Linked DNA regions of Rattus norvegicus: all the other regions are linked to region 3. A link is a contact called in public Hi-C data. All regions are on one chromosome and are shown on one strand. Each heading gives the region's core, a stretch centred on a gene start, on an enhancer-like site or on the middle of the called end of the contact. The rest is flanking DNA. Distances are from core to core; before and after follow the strand shown.

Region 1 (2,700 bases), core at 169-2,668, 220 kb before region 3:
AGTTCTTGCAAGTTTATTCAGCTTAAAAGAGTGAATGTTAATCCCTAGATTCTATGTGTTTTGATCTGTGTGCATGTCTGTCTGTCTATTCCTCCCTCCCTTTACTTCTCCCTCCCCCCTTCCCTCTCTTCTTTCCTTCCTTCCCTCTTTCCGATTGCTCCCAAGGTCTAGTACCTGCTAGGTAAGGACTCTAGCACTGAGCTATATTCTTACAACTTTTTCGTTATTAATTTTGAAAGTTTTAATAAGTTGCCCAGGCTGACCTAGAGCTCACTTCCTAGCCCAGGCTACCCTTGAACTTGTGACTCCTGAGACCTTCAGGACCCTCCGACTCCATCTCACACATGGGATCCATACTGAGCTGACTGCTATGCCCAGCTTTTGATATTTCTCTCATTCGTCCAGTTACTCTTTAAATGTTTATTTAGGGCTATTATGTGCCATTGCACTGGGCCAGAAACTGGCCTTGCCAAAGAGAAGTCGTGGTCCTTGCTTTTAAGTAGCTCATGATCTTGCAGGGGAGTCATGCAGCCTGAGCTGATGACCTGAACTTAGGGCTCAGTAAGGCAAACAAAAGACCAAGGACGGAGCTTACATCTTGGCACCTCTACTTCCAAACTTTACAGTCATTGCGGATCTCAGTTTCTTCATCTGTGAAATGGGAGGAAGTGAGAATACAAGTGAGCAATGTTACGAACATTCTCTTCATAGAATTTTAGAGTCCGTTTGCACTTTTCAAAAGTCATCCATGCATTGGTTTGAAGCTTTACTAAGATACAAATTCCAACCAGGTAGTTACCATTTTGAAATTAGCACTGCTATTTTCTTCATGAGCAAATCACCTTTGATATCAAAAGGTCAATTATTTGTTGGTTACAAAATCTCCCTCTTTTGGTCTTCTCTTTGGCAGGAAACATGACTGAGCCTGTGGGAGCGGAAAGAGAAGGTTAGGTGGGCCTTATCTAGTGGCTTGGAGTCAGTGGGGAGCTGATGTCAGGCTATGGGAGGAAGATCAAATTTAAATGAAGAGATATATTACAGTTTCTAGCAAAGGAGCTGGACTTCAGTGAGGGCCCAGGCACACAAGGTTACTTCACATAGCAATGTTTTCTTTTACTTACTCAACAAAACGTTCTTCAGCACCAGACTGGACAGGTGCTAGTCAGTCACACAGTGTGATCCCTTTCCTTGAGAACTTTTGTGGTCCAGTAGGAGGCTCAGGCATTTCAAAAACCCAAAGGCACATGACAGCTACTGGCAGATTAGTCAACATGGCCAACAGAACCAGATCTGGGAGGCTGAATTTGAGCAAGTGACAATCTCTGTGATGCAGAGGAAGGAGCTACGAAGGAGTAAGGGGGTCCCTATACAGACATGGAATGGACCGACTTGATGGAGCTGAGGAACAGCATGAACTAAGTGCAGGAACAGTGACTCACCAGTTTTGGGGGAAGTGTGTTGGCCAGCTTTCGGGGGTGAGGGAGGGAGGGAGGGAGAAGGAAGATTACATCAGAAAAGCTCCTGTGCTTTGTGTTCTTCCATAAGTGGGCTTGTATCCAAACACAAAGAAAGCACTGAGATACTCCAGTATCGAGATTCTAGAAGGGGCTTGCCTGGGAGCCCAGCCTCTTGCTTTTCACGAGTGAACCACGTGTGAGCTCTAAGAGCTCTGGGAGAAGCTGGGTGTGAGTATCAATCTTAATCAGGCTCCCTCTCCAGCTCCCACTTCTGACCCCTGATTCTTCATGAGGCCTGCTGGTGCTCCGCCTGGTGAGAACCCACAAACTAGAGCCAATTCTGTTACTTTAGTAACCTCAACAAATGCCTCTATGTGTTGTGTGGGGAGAAATAGAGGGGTTGACAATTCAGCAAGTCTGGGAAAGAGATTAAATAATTACTTGGGCTTCTATTGTATGCCTTACCAGAGAGTTTGATGTTTGTAACATGCATTGTTAAGTTTCTAACTGGAAGCACAATTAGGGATATTTTCCAAATGCATTTGATCCAAGCATGCTTTTCCTGGGTATCCTGGGCAGACTGTATTTCAGAGTTTGTTTTGGGTAACTGCTACTTCAATAAGTGCTTTAAGTTTGACCGTTCAAAGTTGAAATGGATCATAGAGGTCATTTTGTCCAAACCTTCCATGTAACAGAAGACTGACTAAATTCTAGCAACCTTGCAGGTGTCACTGCACACATGACTCTTCCACCAGAAACTGTGATGCCGTAGGAGAGAAAAGCAGTGGCACCAGGAATAATGATGTCCCTATGTATGACTGTCAGCCAGTTCCGGCTCTGGCCCTCAGGTTCAAGATTCCTTCAACAAGTGCCAAGCATCTGTGGTGCTAAGGACTCAGCACTATCTGACAAACACCTGGCACACCAGGGTCACATAGGAGTGTTGTCTTGTCCCACCCCAAGAAACATGCATTCTGTTTTATACAACTAATTATATGCAAATATTCTTTGTAGGCTATGCAAATATTCGTGACATTTCCTATAGTGTTGGGTGTTAGTCTCAGTTCTAAGGAAACATACTGAACTTAAGGCCAGGAGAAACATTCTATTCTAGCCTGCTGGTGCACCAACCTCCCAGCAAGCACTTTGATTGTATAACCTGGTGTTAATTTCATTAAGAACAAATGCTCTGAGGTTTATTATCCTTTAGAAGAACCCAGGCTTCAGAATTAGAGCACTTCAT
Region 2 (2,700 bases), core at 42-2,541, 130 kb after region 3:
CCAAGTATCTACAGGGGAGGAGATGTGGATTACCAGAATGGGGAGGTGAACAGCTGAAGAAGCCAGGAGAACTTCAAACCCAGCTGGGAAGATGCCTGACATTGGTAGGGCTTCTGATTTTATAAGAGAAGGGAGACATCTAGCCAAGTTTTAAAATGTTCTTCCTCCTACCCCTTCCCACTCACTGTTCCTCCCTGTCCCCCCTTCTCCTCTTCTTTCCTGGTGTGTGTGTGTGTGTGTGTGTGTGCACCTGCGCGTGCGCGCATGTGCGTTTGAGCATGTGAAGTATATTCCTCAATCTCTTTTCACTGAACCTGAAGCTCCCATATTCCTCTAGACTAGCCTGCCAGTGAATCCTGTGGATTCTTCTTCTCCCTTTCTAGGAATTACAAGCCCATGGGGAGACCCAAACTTGAGCGTTCATGCTTGAATAATTAGCATTTCATCCACTGAGCCACCCTCTCGGTCACTTAAATGCAGTTTTTGAAGTGCATCTAATTTTGCAGCAGTGTGAACATGGGGATGGGTAGCCTAGCTTAGATACTGATTAGGATCTGAATTATGCTATTGTCATTGCCCTGGAGCTTTGACAAGGACAATGCCCTTCTGTGTTGTGTGCGTAGTTACATGCCCAAGAGCTCCTATTTTGAGCAAGGAGTCAGTCTAGGGCTATGGGAGTCTCCAAATGACATCTGTGCCTACACACAGAGGTAGATTGTCCCCAAGTTTGTCAACCAGCACCATTCCTTCCATGTGCATGAGCGCAAAAACTGAAAAGACCCACAGGTATCTGAGTGGCCCTACAGCTGTGTGTTGGTGTCTAGACATGTGGACTCCTATGCCCACTGGGCTGCACCCGCCGTAAGAGGTGCTGCACCCTCCGTAATAGGGCAAGGCTGCTTCCTGAGATGTCCCTGAGGGGTGGCACTGTCCAGAAGGGCGCACGGTAGTGGCTGCAGCAGCAAGAAAGAGAAGACGCCTGCGCACTAAGGAGGCAGGAGACACAGGGCACCCGCTGGGAGGGCCTGGTGAGCTGGAAAAAAAAAAAAACAAACCCGGTGTCGGTCCTGCTTCCAGACCCGGGTTGTCCCCCTCGTCCCCAGCCCCGCAAGAGGAGCAGTAGGGAGGAAATGGGAGGGAACAGAGGAGAGATGGCAGTGTGGCAGCTGCACCCTGGACGCTGCGGGAGGGAGGAGGGCGGCGCGCAGCCGCGGCCATTAGTCACCAGATGTCACCTTCTGCTGCCAAGGCGGCGGCTGGCTCAGACAATGGCCGCGCGGTGGAGGGGCGGGCCCGACCAACCCCAAAGCCTCGCCTCTGCTGACACCTACTGCCCTAGGCCTACACTCAGGCTACCCAACCCCAGAGCCATTCCCTTGCCTGGCCCCAGCACCACCTGCTCCACATCCCCTCTCGTTATCTGCAGAGTGCCTGACTTTTCAGTACACGATGCTGGCTGCACCTCCTGCGTTTCCTGCTTGCCTCCTTGCCCCTCCTCCAATTTCAGAGCCTGTCTCTCAATGTACAGGACTGTCTGGACTACAGATTGGGCTGTGTGTGGTGTGGCAGGAACACCTATTTTACCACTCTGTGGAAAGTGCCTGATACCTAGAGCTCTGATCTCCGACGCTGTAAGATAAAGTTTATCTCCACTGTGGTACACTTGACTCCATTCAGAAAGAAAAAAATCCTCCCCTGACCCTAGAAATCCAAACATGAGATTGCTGCATTTTCTCTCCGCTAGGCACAGATCTTCCCCCGTCCCACTCCTGCACAGACCCAAAATTAAAAGATTAAATAAAAGGGAGTCCTGCACCCTTGTATGGTGGCTGACAGAGTGAGAGACCTTTGGTGGTCCTTTTAAATATGCCCAGGTCAGCACTGGAGTGAGATGCTGAGACTCCTGGCTTGTGGGATGAGGATATAGTCCCAGGCTCCTCCCTCCAAATCTCTATAGGAATCAAGGAGACCAGGAAGTAAACATGTTAAGCTCTACCAGCCAAGCGTGCACCTTAACTAAAGTTTGGGTTTTTGTTTTTATAAACCTAATGCAAACATTCTTAGCTCAGGGACCATACAAAAGCAAGCTACAGACAGGCTCCCCATTCCCATGTTCTTAGGCATAGCTCACCTGCCCATATTTGCAGCATTCAGAGAAGAAGCTTGGCATGGCTGCCCGCTAGGCTCAGGGATGACAGACAGTCAAATTCTCCCAGGTTCAAGTCCCAGTTTGTCCCAGGGCAACTCATAACCAAGCCTGGAGTGGGGGTGTGGGTGGTGGAATCAGCTTTGGAATGTTCTTGAAGTTCTCTAGAAGTGCATGGGTTCTACCATGAAAAGCACTCCCCCAGTGCTTTTATGCAAGTTCAAGTACACACACTGAACCTCAAGCAAGAGAAGACTGCGTTATAGCCAGAGACAAGCAAGTCACCTGTGCCATATAGATATGAGGTAGAATCCCAGCTTCTCCCTAGCCTGGCTGTGTGCCACCCTTCAGTAAAATAACACATCTTTCTGAGCCTCTGGGTCTCCCATTTCAGCATACACAGGGTGGCTGGTTGGGCTTGCCCAGAAAGGCACAAAGCATCACACCTGAAGCATGACAAACCAAAGGGGATGGTGTCACTGCAGCTGCTGTGATATGAGCGCTGTTGTAGGAGAGCAGATGACCTTAGGTTCTAAGCTCCTCTGACTCTCAGC
Region 3 (2,700 bases), core at 128-2,627:
CAGTGCTGACAGTGCTTGTCTCTGGGTAGAGGATTTACTGGGTCAAGTCTACCTTTCTTCCACTTGGCTGTATTTTCTGTATATTTTTAAAATAATAAGTCTTAACTCTTTACGTGATGAGGGGAAAGAAAGATTATTTCAGAGAGGACATGAGCCTGACTTATAACAGGACACCTGTGACTTCCCATCTTTCCCATCCCAGCCCCTGGAACACAGGGGCAGGTATTGATTGAGATCATTGGCTCATCTGGTTCAGCATCCCTGCTGAGAGCTAATCCAGCTTCCAGCTTCCAGCTCTGCTACTTTGTTGTACATGAGAGGTGGAGAGAGAGAGAGAGAGAGAGAGAGAGAGAGAGAGAGAGAGAGAGAGAGAGAGAGAGAATGAGATGCTAGAGTGCTAAAGTGTATCCCTAGCTCCTTTCCTCCTGGGTCACCTACTCTCAGGTAGGGGCACCAGACCCCAGACCAGTTCCACAGTTCCGCCCCTCCTGCCCCAGGACAAGTGTCTGTTGTAGCTCTAGAATAACCACAACCGTACTCCCACCTGCACTCTGACTCTGAGGTCATTCACCAGGGAAAGACTACTGAGCTGTGGTAAGGTTTGTGCATCCACATTGGAGAGCCTCCAGAAGGTTAGGTCATCACACAAGGATAGGCACAAGAGAATGAAGCTCAAACATAACCTTACTTTTATGTCACCACATCTTCTACTCCTCCTTCCTTCCTCCCCTTCCCCTTCTCCCTTTCTTCTTCCTCTATTCTTCTCTTGCACCTCCTCCCTCCACATATCTTCTCCCTCCTACTTCTCCTCCCCTCTTCCTCCTCCTCCTCCTCCTTCTCCTCCTCCTCTTCCTCCTCCTCCCCATCCTCCTCTTTTGTCTTCAGAAATCCAAGCTAATTTTACCAAAGCTACCAATCTGCTCACTGTGCTTAAGAGAGGCACTGGACTTCCCAGGGAGCAGAGGCAGCTCTGCAGCCTCACGGAAACATCAGTGGCTGGAGGCTGTCTCCCTGTGTCTCTAAATTCCTTCTCCTGGCAAAGCCCTGGTAAAACTCTGAGAATCCCTGGCATTCCAGAGACCTGCCCACATCCTCTACTGTTCAAATCTGGGGAGTGTAGCCCCTTCACTGTCAAGACACCCCAAGGCAGACCTTATAACATGAGCACAGTGGGGATGGGGCAGAGAAGAGGGGAGCAGGTAGACCAGGCTTTCTTTGTCCCCTGTGGGTTCTACCAGCTCACAACACCACCTAATGGCTCCTAGAATCAGAACACTGAGTATCCACAAGTGTAGTCTGATCAAGCTCTGGCATCCAAAAGGAAGAGACCTCAGTCCACTCCCAGCACAAGCGGTCTTTTGTGCGCCATCTGGCAGCCCTAGCTTGTCCAAAGCCAGTTGTGACATCAGCTGACTCACAGGACTATAGAGTGAACAGGGAGTTGGAGAGTGTTCCCTCTAATAGCAGAGAGCTGAAGAAGGGAGTGGGGAAGGAAGGATCAAGGAAGGGAGGGGGAGAATTTCAGGGGAAGAATATGGAGTGAACATACTTCATTTAGAACTGAGTTCAAATTCCTGCATTGAAAATTTGAAGTTCTAAACTCCAGGACCCCAGAATGGGGCTGGGTCTCTAAAGAGATGATTCTGTTAAAAATGAAGTCATTAGGGTAGCTCTAAATTCAGTATGACTGGTGTTTTCATGAAGAAATACATAGACAGACACATACATACATACAGAGAAAGAGAGAGAGAGAGAGAGAGAGAGAGAGAGAGAGAGAGAGAGAGAGAGGAGACTGCTACACATAAGGAAGGGCAAAGGTCTTAGAAGAAACCAACCCTACCGACACCCTATCAGGCTCCTCAAGGGTGGTGAACCGATTGAACAGGTTTGCATTGTTTAACAACCCCCACCCACACACCCTGTTTGGTGGCACTGTCCAAGCTGATAAAACCTCGAAGTTCCCTGTCACAGCCTCAGGATACCTCGTGCCTTTTTCCTGACTTCAGTGACATTTTTCAAAACCACAAACCTTCCTCTACAGACATGGAGCTGCTATACTACAGTAATATTATTTTATAAATGTATTAGGGCAGAGATGAATAACATGCTCTACTAAAATAAAAATTAATTTTCTTCTTTTAATTTTAAGAGAAATGAAACCATTGTTTTTTTTTGGTGGGTGCCAATAGTATTAGGCCACAGGCATGTGTCCACTGTGCCTAAGGGAGACCTACTGCTGGATCCTCACCAATCCATGCCCCCAGGCATTCCAAGAGCTGGATTAAGTAACCCAGGAAGTTAAAAATGCAGTCTCAGGTGAAGTTGCGAGCCTATTGTGGGTGGCCAGCATTGGCCTTTGATCACAGCTGAGCAAATAAACACAGGCTACCTCCGAGGTTGTACTTTGCTCTTGCCTACCTTCTGCTTCCTTGCCAGGGGCCCAGAGTTTAAGAAGCGTGCTGTGTGTGGCTGCCTGACAGCCTTGCAGACACATTGGGCAGGCCACTCTTTCCTGGGTCACACCAGGCAAAGCCAAGAGGGAGAGTAAACGGCTGATTTTGTGGGTTATGTCTCTCCATGCCTGTCCTGACCCCCTCCACTGGCCCACAACTCTCTGGGGATTCTAGCACATTCACAGAGAAGACCTCGCCTGTGGTAAAATACAGGGCTGCCTGCCAGTCAGTAGCTTAACTGGTTTTC

Evidence for each region. Hi-C and Micro-C count contacts between places; a contact is called where the count stands out from the background.
Region 1: a Hi-C map of Schwann cells shows a contact between it and region 3, with 3 times the contacts expected there. The contact joins two enhancer-like sites. A contact is called at or near these places in 3 of 12 Hi-C or Micro-C datasets (Schwann cells, kidney and mammary epithelial cells).
Region 2: a Hi-C map of liver shows a contact between it and region 3, with 2.1 times the contacts expected there. The contact joins two enhancer-like sites. A contact is called at or near these places in 4 of 12 Hi-C or Micro-C datasets (Schwann cells, frontal cortex, liver and 1 more).

What each region holds. Positions count from the first base shown.
Region 1 is chr16:688,464-691,163 of GRCr8, reverse strand. All of the region lies in intron 1 of LOC120097393 (a long non-coding RNA gene), which reads left to right. It overlaps LOC134482311 (a long non-coding RNA gene), which reads right to left. Exons shown (of 2, transcript XR_010058344.1): 2 at 148-925. Among named protein-coding and RNA genes, the nearest start is that of Zmiz1, 340 kb to the left of the region's middle. Within about 2 kb of position 1,418, at least 5 of the 93 cell types and tissues checked have an H3K27ac peak or open chromatin away from gene starts, as enhancers often do. A contact at or near this core is called in Schwann cells, where this site is marked.
Region 2 is chr16:340,107-342,806 of GRCr8, reverse strand. The region is part of intron 3 of LOC134482310; the gene reads right to left. Among named protein-coding and RNA genes, the nearest start is that of Rps24, 240 kb to the right of the region's middle. Within about 2 kb of position 1,291, at least 44 of the 93 cell types and tissues checked have an H3K27ac peak or open chromatin away from gene starts, as enhancers often do. A contact at or near this core is called in Schwann cells and liver, where this site is marked.
Region 3 is chr16:473,243-475,942 of GRCr8, reverse strand. All of the region lies in intron 5 of LOC134482310, which reads right to left. Among named protein-coding and RNA genes, the nearest start is that of Rps24, 380 kb to the right of the region's middle. Within about 2 kb of position 1,377, at least 31 of the 93 cell types and tissues checked have an H3K27ac peak or open chromatin away from gene starts, as enhancers often do. A contact at or near this core is called in Schwann cells and liver, where this site is marked.